4 separate regions of the Sus scrofa genome follow, and all the other regions are linked to region 1. Evidence: chromatin contacts called from public Hi-C and HiChIP or PLAC-seq data. All regions are on one chromosome and are shown on one strand. The core of a region is the stretch at or near the end of the contact, and the rest is flanking DNA. Distances in the headings are between cores, read along the strand shown. Region 1 holds the start of ZBTB8B (zinc finger and BTB domain-containing protein 8B). Region 2 overlaps KIAA1522. Region 3 holds the start of SYNC (syncoilin). Region 4 holds the start of RBBP4 (histone-binding protein RBBP4).

Region 1 (6,438 bases), core at 1,965-4,464:
CCCAGTCGCTAGCCTCATGGGTGTTGAGAGGCTGTTTTGGAAGCAGCGATGGTGATGGTGACTTTCAGATCCATGGATTGCAGCTGCAGAGGCATATTTTTAAACTCAGCAGGTACAGTGGTGGCTTCCTGACTTCTTCCTGATTGAGCAAAGGCTGAAGCTACCCTGGTGGGGCAGTTTGGAGTCATTCCTGCAGGGTCTGCTTCTCTAGCCTTCTCAAGAATTTGTTACCTGATTCCTTGTATGAACCCTTTTCTGTTTAAACTAGTCACCTTCCTATACCTGAACCTTGAATAATATACTGAGGTTCAGGACATTTAATACAGAAGGTTTTGTTGGTCTGGAAATAGTACTTTCCACAATAGGCCATATCAAATCCAGGGATCATAAGAATTTCTCCTATAGGGGTTCCCATCTCAGCTCAGCAGTAATGAACCTGACTAGGATCCACGAAGATGCAGGTTTGATCCCTGGCCTCGCTCAGTGGGTTAAGGATCCGGCGTTGCCTTGAGCTGTGGTATAGGTCTCAGATGCAGCTCGGACCTGATGTTGCTGTGGCTGTGGTGTAGGCCTACAGATACAGCTCCAGTTTGACCCCTAGCCTGGGAACTCCCATATGCTGTGGGTGAGGCCCTAAAAAGACATAAATAAATAAATAAATAAACAAAAAATAAATAAATAAATGTACATTAAAAAAATATGTCTCTATACCTCATGGTCAGAGGTATCTTCTTTAAGGCTGCCCTAAAAAGCCCCTTTATTTTTATTTTTTTATTGAAGTTTTTTTTTTTGTTTGTTTGTTTGTCTTTTTGCCTCCCTTCTGATGACTTCTCCACTGCCATGAGGCTCAGATGTTCTTGAGACCTGAGCTGGTCACTGGGAACTGGGTGGCAAGGAGAGCCACCCTGAAAGAAAATGTATAATTGCTGCTGTCCTTCTCTGTGTGTTTGGTTTTATAAGAGACAGGTAAACTGCTTTTCTCTGCTGGATTATATAATGGTGTCTGGCTGACATTTCAACTCTTTATTTTTTTTATTTTTTAAAAAAATTTTATCTATTTATTTACTTTTAGGGCCCACCCACATCATATGAAAGTTCCCAGGCTAGGGGTCAAATCAGAGCTGTAGTCGCCAGCCAACTCCACAGCCATAGCAACGCCAGATCCTTAACCCCCCGAGCAGGGCCAGGGATGGAACCGGCTTCCTCATGGATACTAGTTGGTTTTGTTACCTGCTGAGCCACAACGGGAACTCCCATCACTCCTTAATTATCTTTATCTAGATCATCCAAGTTATCTTTAGCGTGAACTGCAGTTTAATCATTGCCGAGCTCTAAAATATATTCTAAACCAGCCCTCTTCATCTCTACCACTTCTACCCTAAGCCCAGCTCTCTGCATCTTTTACTGGAACCACTACTATCAGATCGTATCTCTACCCTGCCTAAGATCCTTCAAAGCTATCTCATCACACTTAAAAACAATAAAAAATCCAAACCCCTCAACTTGACCTACCAATCCCTATGTGATCTGGCCTCTGCTCCCCTATCTTCACATTTTCTGTCACCTGGACTGGCTATATAATTTTGGAGCCCAGTTCGAAATGAAAATATAGGGCTCCCATGTTAAAAAATTATTAAGAATTGCAAGAGGGCAATTAAGCTAGTGCACATTAAATCAAGATGGGGACTTTCTGAGAGTATGGCTTCATGGGATGGCACAGGTTGCGTGTTTGTTAAGCTCATCTGTCTGTCATCCACCCCCCTTCCCCGGGGGTTATCCTCTTATTTCTGTTTTAGAGCCTTTGTACTAATTCTTCCTCTGCCTGGAATACTCTTTTGTTTAATCTTAGCATGGCTCATTCCTCCTAATTAGGGTCTCAGCTGAAATACCTTCAACCAAAGAGGCCATTTCTGTCCCTTAACCTAACCTAGCCACCGAATCATTCTTTGTTGTTTCACTACCCTGTTTTTTTGCCATGTACTTCATCTATTTCCTTTTTTTTTTTTTGGCCAAACCCATGGCATGTGATTGAACATGAGCCACAACAGTGACAGTGTTGTATCCTTAACCCACTAGACTACCAGGGAACTCTCTTATTTCCTGTTTAAAGTTTTATTGGCCATCTCTCCCTATTATGGAGTGAATTGTGTCCCCTATCACTCCCCCAATTCCTATGTTGAAATTCTAACCCCAGTACTTCAGAATATAACCTTATTTGGAATGTATATATGTGTGACTGTGTCACTTGCTGTACAGTAGAAATTGAAAGAACACTGTAAACCAACTATAATGAAAAAAAATTTAAAAATCATTTAAAAAAAAAAGAATATGACCTTATTTGGAAATAGTTGTTGCAGATGTAATTGATCAAGATGAGGGCATACTGGAGTAGAGTGAACCCCTAATCCAATATGACTGGTGTCCTTATAAAAAGGGGAAATCTAAACACAGAAATGTGTACAGGGAGGACTCCATGTGACCATGAAGATGGTCCTCTATAAGCCAGAGAGGCCTGCAACAGACCTCCTTCCTTCAAAAGGAACTAACCCTGACTACACCTGATTTTGCACTTTCAGCCTCCAGAATAGTGAGACAATAAATTTCTGTTTTTTTTTTAAGCAGTTTGCGGTACTTTGTTAAGAGCAGCCCTAGCAAACAAATACATCCCCCTCCCCATTAGAACTAAGGTCTCTGAGAGTGGTAACCTGGTTTGTCTCTTACACAGCCTTCTCAGAACGTGATTGTACTATTACTTAAGAACATGTAGGTAATGCTATTTAATAATTTCACTTGTAAATACAAATCTGAAAGCCTTTCAAGGGAAGAGAGTGTTGCAGGTGTTCAAGAAAAACCTGTTGAGTAGGTGAAATCATTTTATTCATTTCCAGAATTTTTGCGGAGAGCGCTGGCAGTTGTAAAAAGTGTGCGGACTGACAGGTTATAGATCTTATTCTCCAGGCTGTATTAATATGCACGACGTGCTTTTAGCTCTCCGGACAAAGAGGCTGATACTTGGCAGGTCCCTCGAGCTGGTCTCAGAAGACAGAACCGATCTCCAGCCTTTTACAAGCACTGATCTTTGCCCCTCTTGGCATCTTGGTACTTGTAGTTTCGTCCACAGTATCTTTACTGGAAAAAATGAACACTGAGACCACAATTCCCATCACCCAGCGAGTACTGGAGCCTTCAGAGCGCATCCTCCCGAGCGGGCACCGGCGCCATTGAACAACCTGCTGGCCAAAGGATCCGCCTTCCTGAGCCCAGGAGCGTCCATGATTGGTCAGCTGCCTCGCCTCTCACTGGAGGGGGCGACAGGTGAATGAAAGGGGGGCGTGTCGCTGCGCGTAGCTCGGCGGCCGCGCGGCTGGAACACACCGGAAGGTGAGAGCTGAGAAGCAGGTTTTCGCTGAGGTTTTCATTGGCTTGGGGAGCATTCAGGGCACCCGGTGGGGGGTATGGGGGGTAGCGGATGGGGATACTCCTCGCTCGGCCTCCCTCGGACCACCTGGCCCCGGCGACTCCCCGAACCCCCGTGCGAAGCTGCCCTCGATGACCGATCCCCTCCCTCCCCTCCAGCATGGGGAGGGGCGGCGGGGCAGCAAGTCCTCCGCTTTCCCAGACTTTGGGCAGCCTTCAGCCTCGGCGTCGTTCAGCTGGTGGTTTGGGCGCGCGCTCGTTCTGAAGATACCCGGGCGCAAAGACTCGGCCAGACTGGGGCAGTGACCGTCGCGGCGCTGGTCACTTTGTGCCAGAGAGGCCATGGGAGGGACAGGGCCTCGGTTCCCACACTCAAGGGCCCAAGATCGTGTCCAGTAACCGGTTCCCGTGATTTCTGCAGGGTCGTCAGACTCCAGATGAGGGGGAGCATCCTCTTGTTTTGCGAGTTTAACCGGTGAATCAAAGATGAAGTTGATCCAGAAATACTTTCTGTGGGAGTGGAAACTCTTCTTCCGAGTCGTTCCCCTCCACTCCGTGCGTTGGGGAAAAGGAGTGAATGACTTCCCCAGCTCTTCTCACAGCGTTCTGGAGGGTTCAGGAAGTCCAGTTGGCATAGTAGTTAAAGGACGTCAACTCTGGACCCAAACCAAGCTCAGTCTCAATCCTAGTTTGAGTGTGTTATCTGTAATTTGAACCTCAATTTTCTCCTCTGAAAAAGAGGATGTAATGATTTTATCTATTGCACCGGGTTATAGTGAGGTTAAAATTAATTAATTCTTGTGAAGTACTTCTTACAGTGCTTCATGAGGAGTCGTGCTCAGTAAATGCTAACAATTGATGAGCAGGTTTTCATTATTCTGTTGGTGAGACTGGAGGAGCGTTGTCAGAAAGAGTGGGTGGAATTCAAAGCTGCTTCTGGCGCTGGAATGAAGACAGCGATCCCCCCAGGGGAGTGTGGGAGTTTGTTGCAGGTGGTGGTGTTGGCATCTGCCCTCTCCTGGAGGACAGGCTGTACTTGGTTCATTTTTCTATTTCTGGCATCTTCCTTGTGTCAGGCATTGCATGTAGCCAATAAGTGTTGAACTGAACCATGGGAAGGTTGGGAGGGTCACTGCTAGACTGGATAAATGTGCCTCTGGGAGTGATGTACCCTAAGAGCTTCTTTTCCAGGAGAAGTGGTGATCTTCAGCATGTCCCAGGGATGCAGAATGACAAAAGCGAGTGGGATTGATGTGAATAAATATTTCCATACTGTATGCCAAATACAGGATTGGAGAAACTTTTTTTTTTTTTTTTTTTTTTGTCTTTTTGCTATTTGTTTGGGCCGCTCCTGCAGCATATGGAGGTTCCCAGGCTAGGGGTCGAATCGGAGCTGTAGCCACTGGCCTATGCCAGAGCCACAGCAACATGGGATCCGAGCCACGTCTGCAACCTACACCACACCTCACGGCAACGCCAGATCGCTAACCCACTGAGCAAGGGCAGGGACCGAACCCGCAACCTCATGGTTCCTAGTCGGATTCGTTAACCACTGCGCCACGACGGGAACTCCCATGGAGAAACATTTGAACAAAGTATGTAGATAGACTTTCGCAAAGTCAGGGAGTGTTTAGATGACCAGGTGGAATTCAGAATGTTTGCAGAGAGAATGTCAGAGGAAATGAGTTTCTGGCACTATTGCTGAAAAGTAGCATCTTCCAGTGAAAAATGCAAGTGCCTGGGAGGATACCCTGTAGATAAGAACGTTCCACAAGTTGAAAAGTACTTTACCTACTTAGGTATTTATCTCCCTGATTTACCAACTCCTTAATCCCTCCACTTTTTATTCTTTGCTAAAAAGGAAAGAAAAAAAAAAAAGCAATATGTGCACACACAGTGAAAGATGTAACAATGTATTGTTATAACTATATATTGTTATAATCAAAAGATTATAAATGAAAAATGCAAGTCCTTCCACACACCTCTTAGCCCCTAGTCCCTCTCCTCAACGGTGTCTGTTGTTGATTCTTGCTCATATATTCTCCCAGGAAAAAAACTTCTTACATATACCAGCAAGAGCATATACATAGATAGGGTTGTATGCTATATTTTGTTTTGCATCTTGCCTTTTTCCAATATATCTTAGTGATCTTTTCTTACAAATACATACAACTCCAACTCATGAAAAGAATGGTTGCATAGTATTCCCCTGTGTGAATGTACCTCATTGATTTAATTTGTCCCCTATTGGTGGACATTCAGATTGTTTCTACTTTTGCATTAACCAGGTTTTACAAAAACCTGGTACAATAGACATCTCTGAAATTATGATTTGATGTACTTTTGGGAATACCTCCAAAAGGGTCATTTTTAGCCATGGAATCTTGGGGGCAAAAGATGTGTAACATTTTAAGTTTTGATATAGGTTGATAAATTTCCCTCTGAAATGGTGTTCCAAATTACATTTGCATGAACAGTGGACATTATTACATTGAAAAATGTGACTTTCCCAGTCTGGTAGGACTTTCAGTTTTGAGGAAGACTAGAGGAAGACTAGAATGTATTTAAATGTAACATTCTCCTGTATCTTGTTTTTCCCTTAATATTTTGATTGCCAAAGACCAGAAGGTTTGGTTGGAGCAGCTGAAAGAGGTGAGAATGACAGCGAAACCTTAGTCCTAAGAAAACTTTCAGAGTTTTTTTTGGGGGGGAAGAATTAGCATTTTTTAGCTGACAGTTCTCTTCCTTTCTGAATCAAAATGTTAGTTGTAATTACTTTGGATGAAAGAAAATTCCTGAAATTATAACTTCCTTGAGTTTAAAATGAATATGAAAGGAATCATCTCGATGACTTAGGCCCATCCATTATAGCCCTGGGCTATGATTTCATGATGTCTTTAGGCCATTTTGAACATGTAGGAACATTTAATACCCTTAGCTAGGGGGCCTCGGGCTGATATTTTGAAAACATTTCTAGGTCGGTTTTTTGTAACTTTTTTACCTTTTCCTAGCTGTCAGTTC
Region 2 (6,438 bases), core at 2,267-4,766, 230 kb after region 1:
AGCTTCATCTTCTCCAAGGGCTCTAAGAAGCTGCAGCTGGAGCGGCCCCTGTCCCCTGAGACGCAGGCTGACCTCCAGCGGAACCTGGTAGCAGAGCTTCGGAGTATCTCAGAGCAACGGCCACCCCAGGCCACAAAGAAGCCACCAAAGGCTCCCCCGCCCGTGGCCCGCAAGCCTTCTGGGGGAGTCCCCCCACCCACCTCCCCCAGCTTCCCTCCGGCTGAGCCCCTCACTGCTCCTCCCACCAACGGGCTCCCTCACGCCCAGGCCGAAGACAGGACTAAGGAGGAGCTGGCGGAGAATGGAGGTGTCCCACAGCTGGTGGGCCCAGAAGAGCAGAAGCTGGGTGTGCCTGGCTCAGGTACTGTGAGCAGCGATGGGGTCAAGGGAAAATAAGGCTCAGGAGTCCTGCCATTAGCGCTTGCTCTTAAGATTTTTCTGGCCTCAAGTTGCCTGGGAAGGGTGGCCTGTCACCTCTGATGAGCTACAGTCAAGGAGCATGTTCCATGAGGCTTTAGTTGGAGCCACTGAGTGGGAGTCCCAACTTTGCCGTTTTATCCACCCATCCGAGCCTCACGTTCGTCACGGTGAAGTGGGAGGCGGTGAGACACTGTGGTGGCATAGGGAATGGATGTAGAATGCCTAGCCCGGTGCTGTTGGCGTGGTTAGTAAAGTGAGGGGGTGAGGATGTGCCCTGGGCTCTTAGTGGCCAGAACCAAACTAGGAGGCCCCTTGCTGAATGTCCCTTCTTTTCCGTCCACAGGCCCGCAGAAGGAGCTGGTCTGACCATCAGGCATCTCTCTGGCACCACTGGCCCATCCCAGGAACATAATCTCAGGGACCTGTGCGGCTCCAGGGATGAGAGGATACGGCAGACGCTTAACCTGATGGGGGGACGCCTGCAGCCTTAACCTCCACGGCCTTTGATATTTATGCAAGCCTGGTGTGGGTCCTGTCCTCCGCGTCATCCAGCTCTCATGCCTTTTCCTGAATGGATTCACTTCTGGCAGCTGCCGCTTCAGTCTTGGCCTTAGTCTCATCTTGAAGGAGGTAGGGGGTGGGAGTGAGTGGCTGCGCCCCCTGCTGGCCTCAAGGCCACAGAGTTGGTTACAGAACACCTCACCTATTTTGTTTTGTTTTTTCCCATTTTCTTTTTCATGTCCAAATCATGCACATGCTGTAGTCCAGAATCAAAGCACTTTTGAAAAGTAGCTGCATGTCCATCCTCCAGGGCCCATGAAGACACATTCCAAGGGCCTGTTTACGTGGCAGCAGCATCAGTCCCCAGCAGCCAGCCCATGGCTGGGACCAATCTGTCCCCCTCCTCTGATCTAGCTTGCTCCTTTTCTTCTTGGAGGTGGGCAAGTCGTATTCCCGCAGGCTTCTCCAGGCTTGAGGCGGGAGTGGGGCTGTGGAATTCCAAAGCACAAAAGGTGCAGCGGGGGCTAGCCTTCCTGTGCCTCAACTTAGCACCAACCGCCCTCCTGCCTTCTAGGGTCTGCCAGGTGCTCCACGCAGGGGACGGGAAGCAGGAAGCTGCCAGGGCCCAAGGGAGTGAGGGAGAGGGAACCAGAGGGGGGCCCACAGGTTCGTTCTGTCCTCAGAGAGCAGAGCAGAGTAGGGAGTTATCTCATGGGGCACTTGGCTCCACTTGATCAGGTAGGGGTGGGCCAGCACGACCCTTCAGATGGAGAAGCCCATGGGCTGTGGCAAAGCTCACCCCTCTCAGCTCGACAGGAAGTATTGAAGACACGGATGGAGGGGAGGGTCTGGCCGGGAGGAGCTTATCTGGCCAGCGGGCCCAGACCTGGCCGCATGGATTTCATCCCCTGACCCTCCTTTCCTCTGCTGCTCTGGCGTGTCCTTTCTGCAGCTGCTTTTCAGCACAGGTGGTTCCACTGTGGGGAGCTGATGCTAAGTGACAGGATGGGAAGCAAAGGTGCATTCTATTCCAGATCCTTCCTAGTCCGTGTGGGGGCACTCAGCACTCCTAGGGGCCGGCTGGGTAGGCCCCCCTTGATAGCAGCCCCTGCTATGCTCCTCCGGGAATTTTCACCTTTCCTTTTTCAACCTGCGCCACCTATCTGGGTTAGCTGGTTTCCACACTGGCCCCAGCGGCTCCATGGGGATGGTCCTAGTGCCTCCTTCCACCGCAGTGTGGCTGTCACCAGGGCCGCCCTCCCTTGGTCCTTGAGGACAACAGTGGCTTGGGCTTAAGACTGGCAGGGAACCTTGCTTTCAGTTGCTTTTCCTCTACCCAGAAGTGAGGCTGACCCCCTCCCAGGACAAAAGCTAGGAACAGGGGATGTGGGCTGAGAGCTCTCTCTCACCGTCTTCTCCCTGTAGCTATAACCCCTTTCCTACCTTGCCCTTTGGGTAACGGAGAGCTGCTGTTGGGCATGTCTTGCTCCTGACCAGTGAGGTGGGGAAAGAGGACGGTCAGGAAGCACTGCTATGCTCAGAGCTCCTGACTCAACCCCCTGGGGAACCAAGAACCAGGACCAGGCCAAAGCTTACAGGATGCCAGGCCCTGGCAGCAGCCTCAGAGCTGCTGGAGGTGGGAGGGTGCCCACCTTCTGGATCTCTGGGCCAGCCCTCCTTGTGGTACTTGAGCTCCTTATCTTCAGTTAGAATCCTCCGAGCTGGTTTCCCCACAAGGAGGGTGGGACGGAGTACAAAGGAGAAGGGCGGGTCTCGGGAAGAGGCAGCCCTTCTTTGGCCTCTGGGGCAGATGAGCTTGACCTAGTGCACATGGAGACCAAAAGCCTCTGATTTTTACTTTCCATAAAAATGTTAGAGAAGTATGTATATATACATACATATATATATATATTTCTTTAAATTTCTGAGTCTTTGATATGTCTATATAAGCAATTCATTCCCTCTCCCCTGAAGCTGGAGTGAGACACATGGAAGAACTCTGTGTGGGTTTCATTTGAAGGTGTTAAATAATTAAATGATTAAAACTTGGCTGTGGTTGCTGCTGCTTAATGGGGCAGGGTAGGGCAATGCTTTGGGCCCACATTTCGAAGGGAGAATGTTTTGGACCGGAAACCGAGCCTCTTCTGTTTAACACTGCCTTTCAGTGTTAAGGTGTCCTCTGTCCGGCCTCGTCCGCCCCTGCCTGCCCCCTTACAGGGTCAAAAGCCCAAGATCCAAGCAGCCCTCGGCTGGGCGATGGGCCCAGAAGCTGCTACACACTGTGTGCTTCCCTCCTGAGATGTTCCAGCTCACTGACCGGTCCCATCCACATATCCTTGTCCAGACGTTTTATTTGAATTCATGACAGTGATGCTTAGTGGTTCTGATTGATGGAGAAGTACCCCCACCCTCCCTAAGAAAACCCAGGCTGTGCCACCCACCCTAATTCTGATGTTAACAACACACAGCTGGTTTAGGGAGGGTCCCCACCCAGCAGGATCAAGGAAAATTCCAGGAGCAAAGCCTCAGGGCTGGCAGGCACTGGGGAAAGCTGCCAACCACTTGGTAGACCACTAGGTTCTCTGTTTTCCCTTCCCTTTCCTTTTCAAATCCCACAGTTTCCTGTTGGGGAGAGGCTGTAATTAGCCCAGTACAGGCACAGCTCCCAGCCAGAGGCACAGCTGCTGGGAGAACTCTAGGAAAACTGGCAACCGATATTTTTCCAATTAGAAGGACTGTGGCATAAACTTTTTGAGTTACATTATTATATTGAAACCAGATTTCTCAGGTCAGCTGCCAGGGGTAGAAGGCAGAGCTGGACTCCCGTGCTCCCCTGCCCTCATCACTACTTGGCAGGCCAGCCTCTCCCTGCAGGCACACAGGATGATCCTGGATTCTGGGGAGGCTGAGCTGCCCCTTACTGAGTCCTGCCCCTATCAGAGTCTCAAACTTTCTGCTTCAGTGTCCTGAGAGATGGGTAAATGGGTGATGGATGGATGGAGCAAATTAAGGAGACGGCAGATGACTCGGGATGACGGGAGAAAGGATGACACAGGGTTGGCTAGCTGATGTTCCCTCCTTTCAGCGATTTACAGGAGATGGACCCCAGCTTGGTCATGAAGTTAGTTTGCTTCCACTGTGCGATGCACTCCTCAGAAATTTTAAAGTCAGCCTGGACAAGAAAAACAAAAAGCGATTATGTAGTGATGGTGGTGGACCTGCAAGAAAACAAAGACTCTTATACTACTAGTACTATAAAGTAACTCAGCTGCTCTAAGAGAGCAGTTTGTGAAAAGCTTTCACTTTGAGGTGTCTTTTGCCTAAGCTAAATTCATTTTTTTAGGGATTTAGTTTAAGAAAATAATCATGAACAAGTACAAAGAACTAGGCCAGCCATCAGTGCACTCTAAGAGGGAAAAACTTAACCTCGACATCTAATAAAGTTTTGGTTAAATGATGATAATTATGATATACCACCACATACGTGATGAGGTTCCCCCCTCAATACTTAAAAAGATGGGGACATTTTTGAGGCATAAAGGTAAATTAAAAAAGCAGAATAAACCCATGGTAATACCTCAAACTGAAACTATATTATTACTGCTGGGCAGAGAAAAAGTGCAGAAGGAAATGATCACTAATGACATTTTCCAGGATCTCTGGGTGGCAGGACGATGGATATTTTCTTTTCTTTGTTTTCCCCTACATTTTAGACATTTATACAATGAAAACTCATTTTATAGCCAGAAAAAAATGAGTGAGTCAAAGAACCAGCTTGGAAAACTAGGAAAGAACAGAGGAGACAAAGCCGTGTGCCACTTGCGGGAGGATGGAGAGAGGCAGAAACCACTCTAAACGCCCTCCAGAAGCAGCGCTTCGTCTAGCCGAGGAGCTAAGGCATAAACTAGAAAAAGTCACCCACGTGGTGGTAATTCCACGAGAAGAGTGAATGTGTACGTTCACGGAGGTAGCCCAAGCACCCAGAACAGTGACTTGGGCTCGCCGTGTGCTGAAGGCATGAATGAATTCGGGGCAGGCCATGCACGTCAGCGCCCTTCAGGGCAAAGAAAGAATGGGAGCTCTAAGGTCAAGGTGGGCAGGAGGGACCCGGGAGGGCTCTGGTCCTGGCCCCGGCACTTCTGGTGACCCGTGTGGCTTGGCAGGTCTCCTGGCAGGTGAAATGAGGATCGTCTCCTGTCACAGACTGCAGAGCAGATGAGGAAATGTGTCAAGTCCCTCACACAGAGCCTCAGCCTGCCAGTCTGAGTACATGCAAGGGCCCACAGGCTCCTCAGGCACCTCATCTGAAAGGTCTGGAACAAAGAAGGAAGACGCAGGCTTAGACGCAGGAAGGCCCAGCTTCCTCTGGATTCCTGTGGATGCAGTCTGGGGACACAGGCAGCCCGGATAAGAGAGAAAGAGAGCAGCTCGTTACCTGCAGCTTCTCAAAGACTTTCTTCTTGGGCTTAAGCTCCTCATCTGGTTGGCCCTTCTCATAGCCCTTCACAAACACTCGCTCCCCAGGAGCTGAGCCTGCAGGAGGGTCCAGAGGCTCAACCTTGCGGCTTACCCCTTCCCTGGGAAGATACACAGGACAAGAGAACAGTGAGGCTGTGGATGGCGTCCCGCTGCCATCGAGGCCAAAGCACCAGGCCTTGACCAGGGCCCTAGTGGGATTCAGGGCACCCTCCACGCCAGAGCCAGGAGTTCCTCACTGCTGTACTGTCTCTACATCACCGGCACTGGGTTCACCTGAGCTAAACGGAAATCCTATGTCAGGAGAGAGTCCAAACTCTGGGCTTTCTGGGGAGGAAGTATGACACAAGAGCCAATAACTGGGTTCGGATCCTGGCTTTACCTCTTACTAGCAGTGAGACTTGAGCATACACACAGCTTTGAATCTTCAATCTGTTGCTTTGTTTTGTCTCTTTAGGGCTGTACCCATGGTACAGGGAGGGTCCCAGGCTAGGGGTAGAATCCAAGCCATAGGTGCTGGCCTTCGCCACAGCCATGGCAACACCAGATCCGAGCTGCACAGATGACCTGTGGCAATGATGGATTCTTAACCCACTGAGCAAGGCCAGAGATTGAACGCACATCCTCATGGATATTAATGGGGTTCTTAACCCACTGAGCCACAAGAGAACTCCAATTTCTTTTCTTTTTTTTTTTTTTTTGTCTCTTTGCCTTTTCTTGAGCCACTCCTGCGGCATGTGGAGGTTCCCAGGCTAGGGGTCGAATCAGAGCTGTAGCCGCTGGCCTACACCACAGCCACAGCAATGGGGGATCCAAGCCTCGTCTGCAACCTACACCATAGCTCATGGCAACGCAGGATCCTTAACCCACTGAGCAAGGCCAGGGATTGAACCTGCAACCTCATGGTTCCTAGTCGGATTCGTTAATCACTGTGCCACGACAGGAACTCCGGGAACTCCAATTTCTGTCTTAATAAAGTTAACTTTAGGTAAAGTGCTTCCGCATGTCCTTGTACAATAAATAATTCCTCCATGCATTATC
Region 3 (6,438 bases), core at 1,444-3,943, 170 kb after region 1:
ACATGTGTTAACTTTTTGTTTGTTTGTTTGCCTTTTCTTGAGCCACTCCCACGGCATATGGAGGTTCCCAGGCTAGGGGTCTAATCGGAGCTGTAGCCACCAGCCTACGCCAGAGCCACAGCAACGCGGGATCCGAGTCACGTCTGCAACCTACACCACAGCTCATGGCAACAACGCCAGATCCTTAACCCATTGAGCAAGGCCAGGGATCGAACCTGCAACCTCATGGTTCCTAGTCGGATTCGTTAACCAGTGAGCCACGACAGGAACTCCAACATGTGTTAACTTTTACACCCCCTACTCCTAGCCCACAGTATCTAAAGAGACCAGCTGAGAAAATATAGCTCGCTATATGCCACCTGACTAGAGAACAGTCCTACTACCTGGAAAGGTAGATCTCCTAGTGCTGGGAAGGGTGCACCTGCTCAGCCAGTCAGCCCTACCCAGATCCTCGACAGAGTCCCTGCTTTCCCAGCAGACAGCCCTCATACCATGTTCTGGCTGCTCATCCCACCACCCTGGAATGATGTAATTGTGTTCCAGGCACAAGAATACTCTTTTATACAATGCTCATCTATTATCCCCAATTTTTAGATGAGTACTCTTTTACCAGAATACTCTTTTATACAATGCTCATCTATTATCCCTATTTTTTAGATGAGGAAACCAAAGCGGACTACAGATCTCAAGGTTCTGGAGTTCCTATGGTGGCGCAGTGGAGATGATCTGACTAGGAACCATGAGATTGCGGGTTTGATCCCTGGCCTCAATCAGTGGCCTAAGGATCTGGCGTTGCCATAAGCTGTGGTATAGGTTGCAGATGCGGCTCAGATCTGCTGTTGCTGGGGCAGTGGTGTAGGCCGGCAGCTGTGGCTCTGATTCAACCCCTAGCCTGGGAACCTCCATGTGCCGCGTGTGTGGCCCTAAAAAGAAAAAAAAAAAAAAAAATCTCCAAGTTCTATAGTTTGTAAATTGTGGAGCCTAGAGAAGGCTGGCAGTCTGGCTCCAGAGCCAGAGCTCCTTTTTATCACTCTCCTCTTAGAATAGGCATGAGGTCTGAAAGAAGTCAAACAGTTACTGCAGATATAATAGAGCTTGGCCCTGGCATTCAAAATATATTTATATCTATTTAGCTAACAAATTTCTACATACCCTCAAGCCCTGCTCAAACTCCACCTCCTCTGTGAAGCATCTCCCAGACAACCTGCATTCTCGTGTTCTCAAGGCACTTTGTATGCAGCTCATCTTTGCACTAAGTGCTTTGTATTATGGAAGTGCCTGGGTCTATCTTCCCTGACAGTCCATTTCCTAAGGACAAGCGCAGTTATTTTCTCTATACCCCAGGGTGGGGCTCTGTAGAAGACAGGCAGCAATGGACTGAGATCCAAGGGGGAAACTTGCCCAAGGTCAAGTGGCAAAGCTGGAAGTAGAACCTAGGTCTCCTGACTCGCAGGCAGCGCTGTTACCACACACCATGTTGCCTCGGTCACCCCACCCACAGTGCCAGGCCTCTGTTAGGTGTTGCCCTCACACAGCTGCCTCTCTCTAAGGAGCTGGGGGAAAAAGGTGATGATGGGAGGTAGGGGGCAAGGGAGGCAGCTCAGCTGTGACCCCTGACTTCAGGTTTCCTTGGGCCACCTCTGCCACTCCGTCCCTGTCCCTCAAGTATTCCAGCAGCTCCCTACCCTGTCCAGCAAGGCTATGGCTGGAGTGTTTGTGACCCTGTGCAGGCCTGAGTTGGTGTGTGGCTGGCTCCGTGTGTACCCACATGTGGGTACCGCAGTACAAGTGAGTGTATGTGTCAAACTGTGACAGTGGAGGGGCGTCACGTGTGTGTATCTGCACCTCTACCTCTTGGTACAGTAGGAAGTCCAGGGCTACAGGCTAACCTGGGGCGGAAACGCTGCCTCCTCACCTCAAACCCTTCAGCCACAGGTCCCTTCCCCCTAACCAGTGGCAAGCTCACTATGAGGATGGATGGAGGGATGGATGGATGGAGGGAGGGAGGGAGGGACAGAGCCTCCCCTCCAGGGCTCCTGGCCAGCCAAGGCCCTCCTGCGGGTCTAGGACAGGAGACCCTGCCCCCACACCATGCCAGGCCCTGGACCAGAGAGAATGAGCTTCCTGAACTCTCAACTCTAAGCTGGCCGCTGCCCAACCTTGCACCAAGCATCTTCCACAGGGCGAATTCAGCAGCTGGAGGCCTCCATCTCCACTTGCCTTTGGGGTGAGGAATGAAAGAAAACGGGTAGCGTCTTTGGCCCCTGTGGGCCGAAGGGCATCTGACGATTGATGCCCTCTAATGTAAAGGGGTTAACCCTCACGCCGCCCGTGGGAGGGGGAGGGGGGACTATAAAAAGCCCCAGACAAACGGAGGTGCTGGCCAGGCCGGACTCCCCGCTCTCCCTTGGCCGGTGGCTCCGCCCCGTGCCCCACCCCGGCTGGACCCCTGCCCCGCCCCCCGCCCCGGCGACAGGCGCTCGCGGGGGGAGGGGATCCCGCCGGCACCCCCTCCCCAGAGGCGGCGACGCGGGCCCGGGACGCTCCTACCTCGCGGCCTGGGCGGCGCCGTCCCCGCCGCGCCGGGGCTCCGGGCTGGCCATGGCTGCACGACCCGGGCTGGGCGGCCGCGGTATTAATAGCCGGCCCCGCGGGCCGCCCGCGCCCGCCAGCAGCACTGCCAGCTGCAGCCGACACCGGATCCCGCCGGCCCCGGGCCGGGCGCGCCCACTTGGCCCGGGCTCCTCCGCGGGAGGAGGGAGCGGCCGCGCGGCCCAGGGGCGGGGAGAGGCCGCCCCTCCCGGGACCAGCCGGGGGAGAAGGGTATGGGGGGTCGGCGTCTCCAAAACCGGCCATCCCTAGGTCTTCCCGAACCTTCTCTCTCTCCACCCTTCCCTTTCAAGGGTCCTAGCTGCGGGGGTGCGGGGAGGAAGGTGGCTCTGCAGCTCCAGGGGAGCGCTTGCCTTGCCCGGCCGTCCCGGGAGGGGGCTGGGTGTGGGGTTGGGGACCTCGAGGGACCCAGCACCCCGCCCGCCGCCCGCAGGAGTTCAGGGGTGTCCGCCGCCGCCCTGCGATTCCCCCGGCGCCTGAGAGCTGTGCCCCGCAGCTGTCGCCAAGGGCTGGAGGAGGAGGGGTAACGCCACACCCCGTCCATTTGGGGACAGTCGGGAGCCTGGAGAAGGGCGGTGGGAGGACTGCTCGGGAGGGTTGGAGCCTCTGAGGTTGAGTCCGTATTTAACCCGCTCTCCGCCCCTGCGCTGCGAGGTTTCCTGGGGTCTCTCCGCTTGCTCCACCTGTCACCCCCGCCCGCAGTGCGGTCCACTCCAAGGCGCGCTCCCCTTCCCCAAGTTCGAAGTCCACCAGTGTGGGGATCAAACTTAAACACTGAAGGCTTGCTTTCTCCCTAAGCGAGAAGCTGTCTGGCCCCTTCCAGACCTGGGCCTCCGGCATTCTCCCTCCTGATGCCTTTTTTCCACTTAGCCCCTCTGTCTGGGGAGCTCTTTGACTCAATCGCAGAAGAATGCTGTGCACCATAACAAGCGGAGGGGCTGGATGTCTTTAATCAGAGAGGCCTGCAGCGAGGGGTGGGGGTGGGGCAGCAGTGCGGCTCTGTTGAACGCATGTGGGCTGTGTGTTGGGATCTCTGTGCCTGCTGGCGACTGTATGAACGCCACGTGTTTGTGCGTATGGAGTGTGGCGGGGAGACTGGCATTGTGTGTCCACGCGTGACCCTGTGATGACTGGGGGGCGGGGTACATGCCTGTGAGTGGGCATAGGAGCGTGTGACTGTATAGCGAGGCGGCGGTGATTTTGAGTAGTGCTGGTGCTGGTTGTGGAGTGTTGGCGTGGCCATGCTGTGGCTGTCGTGACTGGGCTGAGGGGCGTGTATACAGTGTGTGTGTGTGACTGTGCCTAGAAGTGACTTGAGGACTGAAGGGTGAGAGCATCAGGGGCGCTCGCAAGCGGATGTGTGGAGAGTCGTCTGTGGGGTCTGTGTGTGACCAGGGCCTGGTGCGAGTCATTTATCCAGGTTATGAGTGCTGCCTGCGGTGGTATATTTATATCTCTCTGTCTGATGCAAGGGGGTGGGAGATTAACACCCAAGGGCAGCCAAATACACCCTTGTAAGGTATGCACGAGAAAAAGTTGGGTTTTGGAGGCTGCTGGTCATTTTCTGACTTACCTCTAAAATATTCCAGGGGAGGAGGTTGGCAAAGCCTCCGTGGCTGGTCATTTGACAGTTGCTGCCAGTCAGAGGGGTGCTGAGGGAGCAAGGGCCAGGCCTGCCAGCAGCACTGTTTGCTGTGGTGCTAGGCAACAGGCAGCAAGAGTGGCATTAAGAAGGGCTATCCTTTCCCCTCCAACCCCCAACCCAGGACCTGGCACCAGGCAGTTCCCGAAACTGAATTCTGTAACCCCTCTTAACCTCCCTGTGTGCCCTTCTTCAGGCTGAAACTGTGAATCCCCCAGGGTCTCAGAAACACCTCTAGGCCTTCGCTTTGCTCTTACTGTCCCCTTCTGCCTAGAACACCCTCTCCAACTCTCCATGTCCACTCTTTTTCAGGTCTCAGCTTACATGTCATCTCCCCAGAAAGGCTTTGCCTGATGTGCCCCTCCCCCACATAAAGGCCCATCCATTCACTGGTTTGTCCTGTCAACTCGTTTATTTTCTATACAGCACGTACTGCAGTCTTTAATAATGTCCATTTTCCATTCCTTCTTTTTCTGCTTCCCCCATTAGAATGGAAGCCCCAAGAAGGCAGGGACTTTGTGTTGTGTTGTTCCCCAGGGCTGAGCACAAGTCCTGGTATATAGTAGGATCTCAAAATTATTGAATGAATGAAAGAAAGATGGATGATCCTATCCAGTACAATTCAAACAACTTTTTTTTTTTTTTTTTTTGGTCTTTTTAGGGCCACACCCACAGAATATGTAGGTTCCCAGGCTAAGGGTTGAATTGGCCTACACCCAACCACAGCAAGGTGGGATCCGAGCTGCCTCTGTGACCTACACCACAGCTCATGGCAACACTTGATCCTTAACCCACCGAGCTAGGCCAGAGATTAAACCTGTATCCTCATGGATGCTAGTCAGATTCATTTCCGATGAGCCACAGGGGGAACTCCCCAGACAAATTTTGATGCCTGCTGTGTGCCAGGCCTGGGCCACTTGCCACCACAGAGCTCCCGTGTACTTAGGAAAACAGACATACACATCGTGTCCAGACCCTGCATACCAAGGCAGTGTGAGGTGGGTGAGACCATGGACTCAGTTCACTCAGCAAACATGGGCACCTGGCCTGTGCTAGGCCCTGTGTCAGAGCAAATGGCCCTCTTTGGCTCAGGCCTCTGCCTGCAAAGAGCTCACAGGGTAGAGAATAATAGAACTGTTCCTTGGGGAGACAAAACCATGCAGAGAATAATGCCAAATCACTGAGCTGAGTGATTGGCTAGGCAGTGAGAATCAAGGAAGCCCGGGAAGGGAGAGATTAACTCCAGGATGGGGACAGCCTCGTAGGCAAAGTAACCTGTGCCTGGAAGGAGAGAAAGTGTGTTCCAGCGCCGGGCACAGCCCCCTGTCCCTCAGCCCCTCCATGAAGGGCCAAACCAAGTCCATGAAGAGAAGAAAATGCCCAGGGCTGGCTACTGTTCACCTGATCTCCATTCTCCAGGCTGCTCCGCCCTGCCCTGTGTCCTGGGTCTGACTCCCAGTGAGTGTCTCACCTGGGTCCCCTGGCCTTATGGTTTCAGGTGAAGTTTGGCTGGTAGGAGACACTGCCAGGAGATCAGAAGGAAGAGGGAGAGAGAGAGTGAGAGCAGTGACTGTGTTTCTCCACTGAAAGCCAAGCTTCTATTGGGTGGCCTGACCCCACAACTCCTGCCAGATTCTTCTTTTTTTTTTTGGCTGCCCTGCAGCATAAGGAGTTCTGGGGCCAGGGGTGAGATCTGAGCCAAAGTAGCAACCTAAGCCACAGCTGTAGCAACACAGAATCCTTAACCCACTGTGCCAGGCAGGAATTGAACCCGCATCCCAGTCCTCGCAAGATGTCACTGCTCCGTAGCAGGAACTCCCTGCCAGAATTCTTAAGACACCTTCCTCTTGCTCCTTCTGGCCTTCAGGGGGGTAGTGACTATTCCACTGCCATGAGCCCCAAAGTACTTCATCCTTCCTGCCCACACCTTTGTAAATAGTTCCTTCATTAAACCTTCTTCTGGCAAATGCTTTCCTGCTGACACCCCTAAGGTAGAACTAAATGTAGGGAAGATGAGCCCTTGACAGTGGGGAGATCCTCTTTCTAAATTACCACATAACCAACATCAGAAAAGTTCTCACCTGGAGTTGAGTGGTGACTCAGCAGTAACAAACCCAATTAGTATCCATGAGGATGCAGGTTCGATCCCTGGCCTCACTCAGTGGGTTAAGGATCTGGCATTGCGG
Region 4 (6,438 bases), core at 1,849-4,348, 130 kb after region 1:
TGTTGCAATATGACAGTTTAGTTAAAGTACATAAATAAAACCCAATGTGACAGATATATATGCAGGAGGTAGAAGGAAAAGAGTATTTTAGCAGCTTAATAAAAAATGTACAGGAGCAGTACAGCTGAAGTGGAGAGAGAAACAAAAACTGTATAGTCTTCCTTGCTACTACCCCAAAACTAGAAACATGGTAGTTTTTTAAAGGTTATTTGCAATGTGGAATTTGAAGCTCTAACAGTGAACTTTTCATACTCTGTAACATTAAAATCCACTGTGCTATCTTGTGCTCCGAACAGATTTTATGTATGCCTGACTGTGTTACATTAGGAAAAAAATTAGTTCATTGAATTATACAGATAGGAATATTATACTAGAAGGAAACATGGGAGAATTAGTTTACAACCTCAGAGTAGGCAAGGCCTAAGTATGACATCACAGAAGCTATAAAAATGGGTAATAGGAGTTTCTTTGTGGCACAGTGGGTTAAGGATCCAGCAGTTATCTCTGCCGTGGTTCAGGCTGCAGCTATGGCACCAGTTTGATCCCTGGCCCTGGAATTTCCTCTGCCACACGTGAAACCAAAAAAAATTTAAAAAGTACATTTCTACATAGTAAAAAAGACCAACAACCCAGTAGAAGAATGGATTAAAAAATATGAATATAGGAGTACCTGTTGTGGTGCAATGGAAACGAATCCGACTAGGAACCATGAGGTTTCGGGTTCAATCCCTAGCCTCACTCAGTGGGTTAAGGATCCAGCATTGCCATGAGCTGTGGTGTAGGTTGTAGACATGGCTCAGATCCTGCATTGCTGTGGTTGTGGTGTACGCTGGCAGCTGTAGCTTGGACTCAACCCCTAGCCTGGGAACCTCCATATGTTGCGAGTGCAGCCCTAATAAAAAAAGCAAAAAAAAGGAAAAAAAAAAGAATATACATATCAGAAAAGGAAACACAAATAGCTCCAAACATACGAAAATATGTTCCACCTCACTCATAGTGAGAAAAATGCAATTAGTGTAACAAGACACTCAACAAACTGGAAAAGACCAAAAAGTATGGTAACAGTAAACTGGCAAAAGTATGAGAAAAGATGCTGGGGAGAGTATAAACAGGCACAACTTCAATGGAGAGCTATTTGGCAATAACTGCTGAAGTTAAAAATGCAGGAGCTCCCTTGTGGCTCAGCAGATTAAGGATCCTGCATTGTCACTGCAGCAGCTTGGGCTGCTGCTGTAGCTCAGGTTCAGTCCCTGATTCAGGGACTTCCACAGGCTGGAGGGGAGGGCAAAAAAAAAAAAAAAAGCAGTTGCCTTTTGACAAAACAATGTAACTTTTGGAAATTTATTCCACAGATATACTTGCACAGGTGCCAAGCAATGGATGTACAAGTATACTCACTGCTGCATTGTTTCCAATTGTAAAAGAATAAAAACATAAATGTCCATCAATTAGAAAGTGGTTAACTAAACTAAATGTCCATCTCTACATGTACATATAAGAAAATGTTAAGAATGGCTGATCTGGAGACAAAGACTAGGTGGCTAGAAATCTGGGCTGGAAGTTCCCAGGCCAGAGATTGACTCTGCAACCTCATGGTTCCTAGTCGGATTGGTTTCCACACTGCACTGGGCTGGGGATCCAACCTGCACGTCCAGAGCAACCTGAGTCACTTCAGTCAGATTCTTAACCCACTGTACCACAGTGGGAACTCCCTGTACTTTTTGAATTTGGCATCATGTATAGAACTTATTAAAAGTAATTTTTAAAAATTGCTAAGTGAGAGAAAAATGAGCGTAGGGAGACATACAGGGTCCAGAAAGAACTAAGCCTAGTAAGCTATGGTAAATAGTTGGATTCTATACTGAAGACAAGGGGAATTTAATGAAATATTTTAAGCAGGGATATTAGAGTCAGATTAGTCCTTCCCAGACCACAGCCACCTTTAGGGATGATAGCTTAAGGTTTATATAGAACTTCAGAGTCTGCACTACACTTTCACATTTATTTTTATCTCAATTATCCCTCACATGAAGGAACTGAATGCAAAGAAAGGTTATGTGATTTGCCTAAAGTCACTTAACTAAATATGGCAAAACCAGGTCTTTTTACTAACACGATACAGGTAAAACACCAAGTTAGAAGTTCCCTACTGAGAGCTTTCAGTCCCCTAACCTAGCCACACTCTTAGGAGACGACAACTCCGCAAACGCTTGAAAACACGGTTGTGTTTAGAATTAATACACCAATAAAATTCCCACAAAGTAAGCGTGAATAGGCACACGTAGAAAAAGTTCAAAAGACTAAATGTGGAAGCCCAGATTTCCGATTCAGACCGGGTGGCTTTTCCCTTCAGCATCCGCGGGACAAGCACAGAAGAGACAAACAGGGCTAAAAGGGAACGTGCCGGAAGTACCGTAGGGGACAAAGTGGAAGGCGAGGCCAGAAGCCCCAGGTAATGAGAGAAGTGAGACACCTACTCACACTCGTACTTCCGATTGACTGGAGGATACTTGGCCTTGATCGCCTTCTGCTCCTCAGTCAAATTGTAATCTCTAAAATCTTCCCCTTCCAGCGCCATGATTGTGCTTTTGGACCCAAACTCAGCTTCCGCCCTTCTTCAGCTGGACTTCGGCCCTGACTTATAACTTCCGCTCTAGACTCCGCCCCTTGGCACACCCTTAAAGGACCAGGGCTCCATTCCCTGGGAGGTACTTAATCCTTCTAGACTTCCGTTCTGTGTCCCAGGGTTTGGAGCACATCATTAAAAGTCGAAGGACCCACTTTCTGCTCTTGCTTAATAGTTCTTCCTACGACTAAGGAAACAAATAATTTGGAGGACGTGGAATAAGGGACACGAATTAGACACCTTTCGATCTGAATGATAGAGGCCTTTTCTTGCCGCCTAGCCCCACAATAGATAACTAGACCCGGAAGCATCCTACATTTTCCCATCTAAAGTACTACTTTGAAGGGGTCGCTAGCTTAACACCCTTCACGAAAATGGCTGCCCCCAAAAGCGTGCGGACTAAACCTCTCACGTGACCCCGGGCGGGTGCACTTCTACTACTCCCGCGCGCGCGAGCGCGCGCGCGTGATCGGAGGAAGTCGGCTTGGGGCCGTGTGGGGGCAGGGGCAGAGCGCGCGCCTGGGCCTGGAGGCAAGCTGCTCCGCGCGTCTGGATAGGCTGCGATCGCGGCTTCCCCGCCCACACCGACGTTCGGCGCACTCCGATTGGCCGATGTTGGCGCGAAGGTGCGCGAGTCGGCCCTCACGCAGGGGCAGCAGGAAACAATAGAGGCCGCGCGCGCAGAAGGAGCGCTCGCAGCCTCCCCGCCCCTCTCGCAACGCTCTGCCCCAGGATCCCCCCGGCTTGCCTGTACGCCATGGCGGACAAGGAAGGTGAGGGTGCCGGGGCCGCCCCAGGAGGGCGGGAGGAGTCAGGCTTGCGCCGCGGCCTCAACGCGGCCTAACGGTGGGGGCAGGCCAGACTCTGCCTAGGGCCGTCCCCGCCATCGCAGGCGTGAGGAAAAATCGCCCCGCGGGGCGGGCTCATGGCGCGCCAGCCCCTCTGGAGCGGAGGCCCGGCGCAGCGGTGTGAGGCTGGCCGTGGTGGCCTCGGGGGGGGTGTTTGGTCCCTCCCGCGCTCCCCGTCGGTCTACCTGCCTCTCTCCGGGTCCTCCCGGCCGCTCTCCCTACCCGCAGGGGTCGGTGCTCGGTCTCACCGTCGGTTCTGTGCGCTCGACGGCGGGCGCCGTCGCCCGAAGGGCTAACGGAGTGTCTGGTCGGGATTACCCGAGCAGTTCCCGCCCGGCGAAGCTGGAGAGCGGTGGTGGTGCCTGCGCCTCCGGGAGATCTAGACTAATCTCCATTTCAGAATCAGGATTCAGGAGCCGTGACGGTAGCTTTGGAAGTGTTTACTCGGTTTCCGTTTGTGGTCGCTAACTTAATTTGTTCTTAATTTTTTAGCAGCCTTTGATGACGCAGTAGAAGAACGTGTGATCAACGAAGAGTACAAAATATGGAAAAAGAACACCCCTTTTCTTTACGATTTGGTGATGACCCATGCTCTGGAGTGGCCCAGCCTAACTGCACAGTGGCTTCCAGATGTAACCAGGTGATAGGAATCTCTCGAATGCTGTTTTGTTGTGTCCTCAGTGTAGATTTCTCACATTGATTTTCCCTGTTTTCCTCTCTCCAGTCACCCGTAGAGGACACGTGATCAAAGCCTATTGGTGACATTTTTTTCCTAGGCCAGAAAGTAAGGCAAAATGTAAAATTATTTTGCAGTTTAGCATATAAGAGAGAACATACTGATGTTTTCTTTTTATTTACTTGTTTTTATTGAGGTACTGATTTACAATGTTGTGTAAATTTCTGCTGTACGGCAAAGTGATTCAGTTATGTTTTTAAAGTACAGCTGATTTTCCATGCTTCTTCGGTTTCTGTTGTATAGCAAAGTGACCCAATCACAGTTTCCTGTGTACACTTTTTTTTGGATATATATTCTTTTCCATTATGGTTTTCCTAGGACACTGAATATAATTTTCTTTGTTATACAGTAGGATCTTGTTTATTACCACTTTCGTGTAGACTAGCTTATTACATCTGCTAACCCCCACCTCCTGCTCCCTCTCCCAACCCCCTTGGCAACCACAAATTTATTTCCTATATCTGAGTCTGTTTCTGTTTTGTAGATAGGTTTGTCATATTTTAGACTCTCCAATATAAATGATATTTGTCTTTCTCTTTCTGATTTCACTTAGTATGATCATCTAATTGCATCCAGGTTGCTGCAAATGGCATTATTTCTTCCTTTTTACGGCTGAGTAGTATTCCATTGTATATATGTACCACATCTTTATTCATCTGTCAGATTGTTCCCATGTCTTGGCTATTGTGAATAATGCTGCTGTGAACATAGCGGTACATGTATCATTTTGAATTATAGTTTTGTCTGGATATATACTGGGGAGTAGGATTGCTGGGTCATATGGTAACTCTATCCTTAGTTTTCTGAGGCATTTACATACTGTTTTCCATAATAGCTGCACCAGTTTGCTTTCCCACCAGCAGTGTGGGAGATGTTTCCTTTTCCTAACACTGAATTGAATAGTGGGATTATAGCTGTAGTTGACCAAATGGTAATGTAAAACTTGTCAGCTTTCAGAAACTATCAGGATGAGTTCAGTTTTTAACATCAAAATGTTTGAATCTCGGCAGTCAGTGGTATTTTCTAGTTAGTTAATGCAAAGGTAAATGTGACATGGTACCTGCTTTCAAGTCTAGTGAATAGGCAGGTATAATTATGAAAGTGGCAAAGATAAAATGATCAGAGAAAGGAAAATTATCTCAACTTGGAATATCAGGAAAGGCTTTCAGTGGGAAGTGACAGTGTGAAAAGGAAGGTGACTTTAAGTAGTATAAAGCTTTAACAAACTGAGCGTGCCTGGGGGAATAATGGATTTTTTATTACAAAACTGTTGGTGTTCAGAGTAACAGCTGAAAGTTATATGTATGCTAAATAACTAGGTTCCTTCAGAACTCAGGTCTTTTGAGTCAAGATATTTGTAAAATGTGGTTGTTGGCCTATGTTTCAGCTCAACAAGTAATAGAAATTTTATAGAAATTTCATTGCCAACTTAATGAGCATGCTACTTTCGTAGTAGCTTTTTAAAAATGGGGAAATCTGGAGTTCCCGTTGTGGCTCAGCAGTAACGAACCCAACCAGTATCCATGAGGATGTGGATTCAGTCCCTGCCCCTGGCAGTGGATTAAAGGATCCAGTGTTGCCGTGAGCTGTGGTGTAGGTCGCAAATGTGGCTCAGATTCAGAGCGTGGCTGTGGCTGGCAGCTGTAGCTCTGATTCAGCCCCTAGCCTGGGAACTTGATGTGCTACAGGTGTGACCCTAAGCGAGCAAAAAAAGTGGGGGAGGGGGGAGTCCTGTCCTACATATGTTAATAAGTACTTAGGAATTTAGAGTTGGAAGCTGCTTTATCATGACCAGTAGTTCACATTATTCAGCTGATACTCAGAATTACTTGAGTTCAGGGAAAGTGGCATCATTTCTGTCAGTTCTCAGTAGTTCAAACCACCTAGGAACTTGTGGCAGAGTACTTGAGAAATAGTTGGTGATTCCAGATATACCGTATTCTTGTTCCGAATATTAGCCACCTCATACCTACTAAAAATCATTGTGGAATCCTTTTTTTTTTTTTTTTTTTTTTTTTTGAGCTTTTCATAATATGATTAGCTAGATTTACAAAGTAGTGAACAAGACCAAACTCCCTAAGGCTGGAATCTGTGCTGTTATCTTAGTAGCTTGCTACTTTATAGTATTTCCTTTTCCTTTTCTTCCTTAACCTGATGAAGTAACCTAAAGTGTTAGTATACCCAGCAATGGTTTTCTTTTCCACCTTGTAAAGGGTGAGTAGTTATTT

Evidence for each region. Hi-C and Micro-C count contacts between places; a contact is called where the count stands out from the background. HiChIP or PLAC-seq counts read pairs in DNA pulled down with a chosen protein or histone mark.
Region 2: a Hi-C map of fetal skeletal muscle shows a contact between it and region 1, with 2.9 times the contacts expected there. The contact joins the enhancer-like site here to the promoter of ZBTB8B in region 1. A contact is called at or near these places in 21 of 47 Hi-C or Micro-C datasets (adipose tissue, alveolar macrophages, brain and 12 more) and 1 of 2 datasets of contacts at active chromatin or transcription factors (skeletal muscle).
Region 3: an H3K27ac HiChIP or PLAC-seq map of skeletal muscle shows a contact between it and region 1, with 4 times the contacts expected there. The contact joins the promoter of SYNC here to the promoter of ZBTB8B in region 1. A contact is called at or near these places in 4 of 47 Hi-C or Micro-C datasets (embryonic fibroblasts, epiblast stem cells, omental adipose tissue and 1 more) and 2 of 2 datasets of contacts at active chromatin or transcription factors (alveolar macrophages and skeletal muscle).
Region 4: a contact with region 1 is called in a Hi-C map of liver, with 2.1 times the contacts expected there. The contact joins the promoter of RBBP4 here to the promoter of ZBTB8B in region 1. A contact is called at or near these places in 1 of 5 promoter capture datasets (fetal skeletal muscle), 5 of 47 Hi-C or Micro-C datasets (brain, embryonic fibroblasts, epiblast stem cells and 1 more) and 1 of 2 datasets of contacts at active chromatin or transcription factors (skeletal muscle).

Annotation. Positions count from the first base shown.
Region 1 is chr6:88,853,099-88,859,536 of Sscrofa11.1, forward strand. ZBTB8B (zinc finger and BTB domain-containing protein 8B) reads left to right here and starts at 3,215. Exons shown (of 4, transcript XM_005665201.3): 1 at 3,215-3,381.
Region 2 is chr6:89,084,870-89,091,307 of Sscrofa11.1, forward strand. KIAA1522 reads left to right here. Exons shown (of 8, transcript XM_021095815.1): 7 at 1-361; 8 at 764-2,971. The coding sequence ends at 786. It overlaps YARS (tyrosine--tRNA ligase, cytoplasmic), which reads right to left. Exons shown (of 14, transcript XM_013999119.2): 13 at 5,357-5,498; 14 at 3,253-4,093. The coding sequence ends at 3,983. Among named protein-coding and RNA genes, the nearest start is that of KIAA1522, 29 kb to the left of the region's middle. Within about 2 kb of position 3,517, at least 6 of the 83 cell types and tissues checked have an H3K27ac peak or open chromatin away from gene starts, as enhancers often do. A contact at or near this core is called in fetal skeletal muscle, where this site is marked.
Region 3 is chr6:89,023,614-89,030,051 of Sscrofa11.1, forward strand. It overlaps SYNC (syncoilin), which reads right to left and starts at 2,694. Exons shown (of 5, transcript XM_013999124.2): 1 at 2,551-2,694. The coding sequence starts at 2,603.
Region 4 is chr6:88,983,994-88,990,431 of Sscrofa11.1, forward strand. RBBP4 (histone-binding protein RBBP4) reads left to right here and starts at 3,099. Exons shown (of 12, transcript XM_013999126.2): 1 at 3,099-3,399; 2 at 3,967-4,114. The coding sequence starts at 3,384. ZBTB8OS (protein archease) reads right to left here and starts at 3,006. Exons shown (of 7, transcript XM_005665186.3): 1 at 2,482-3,006. The coding sequence starts at 2,578.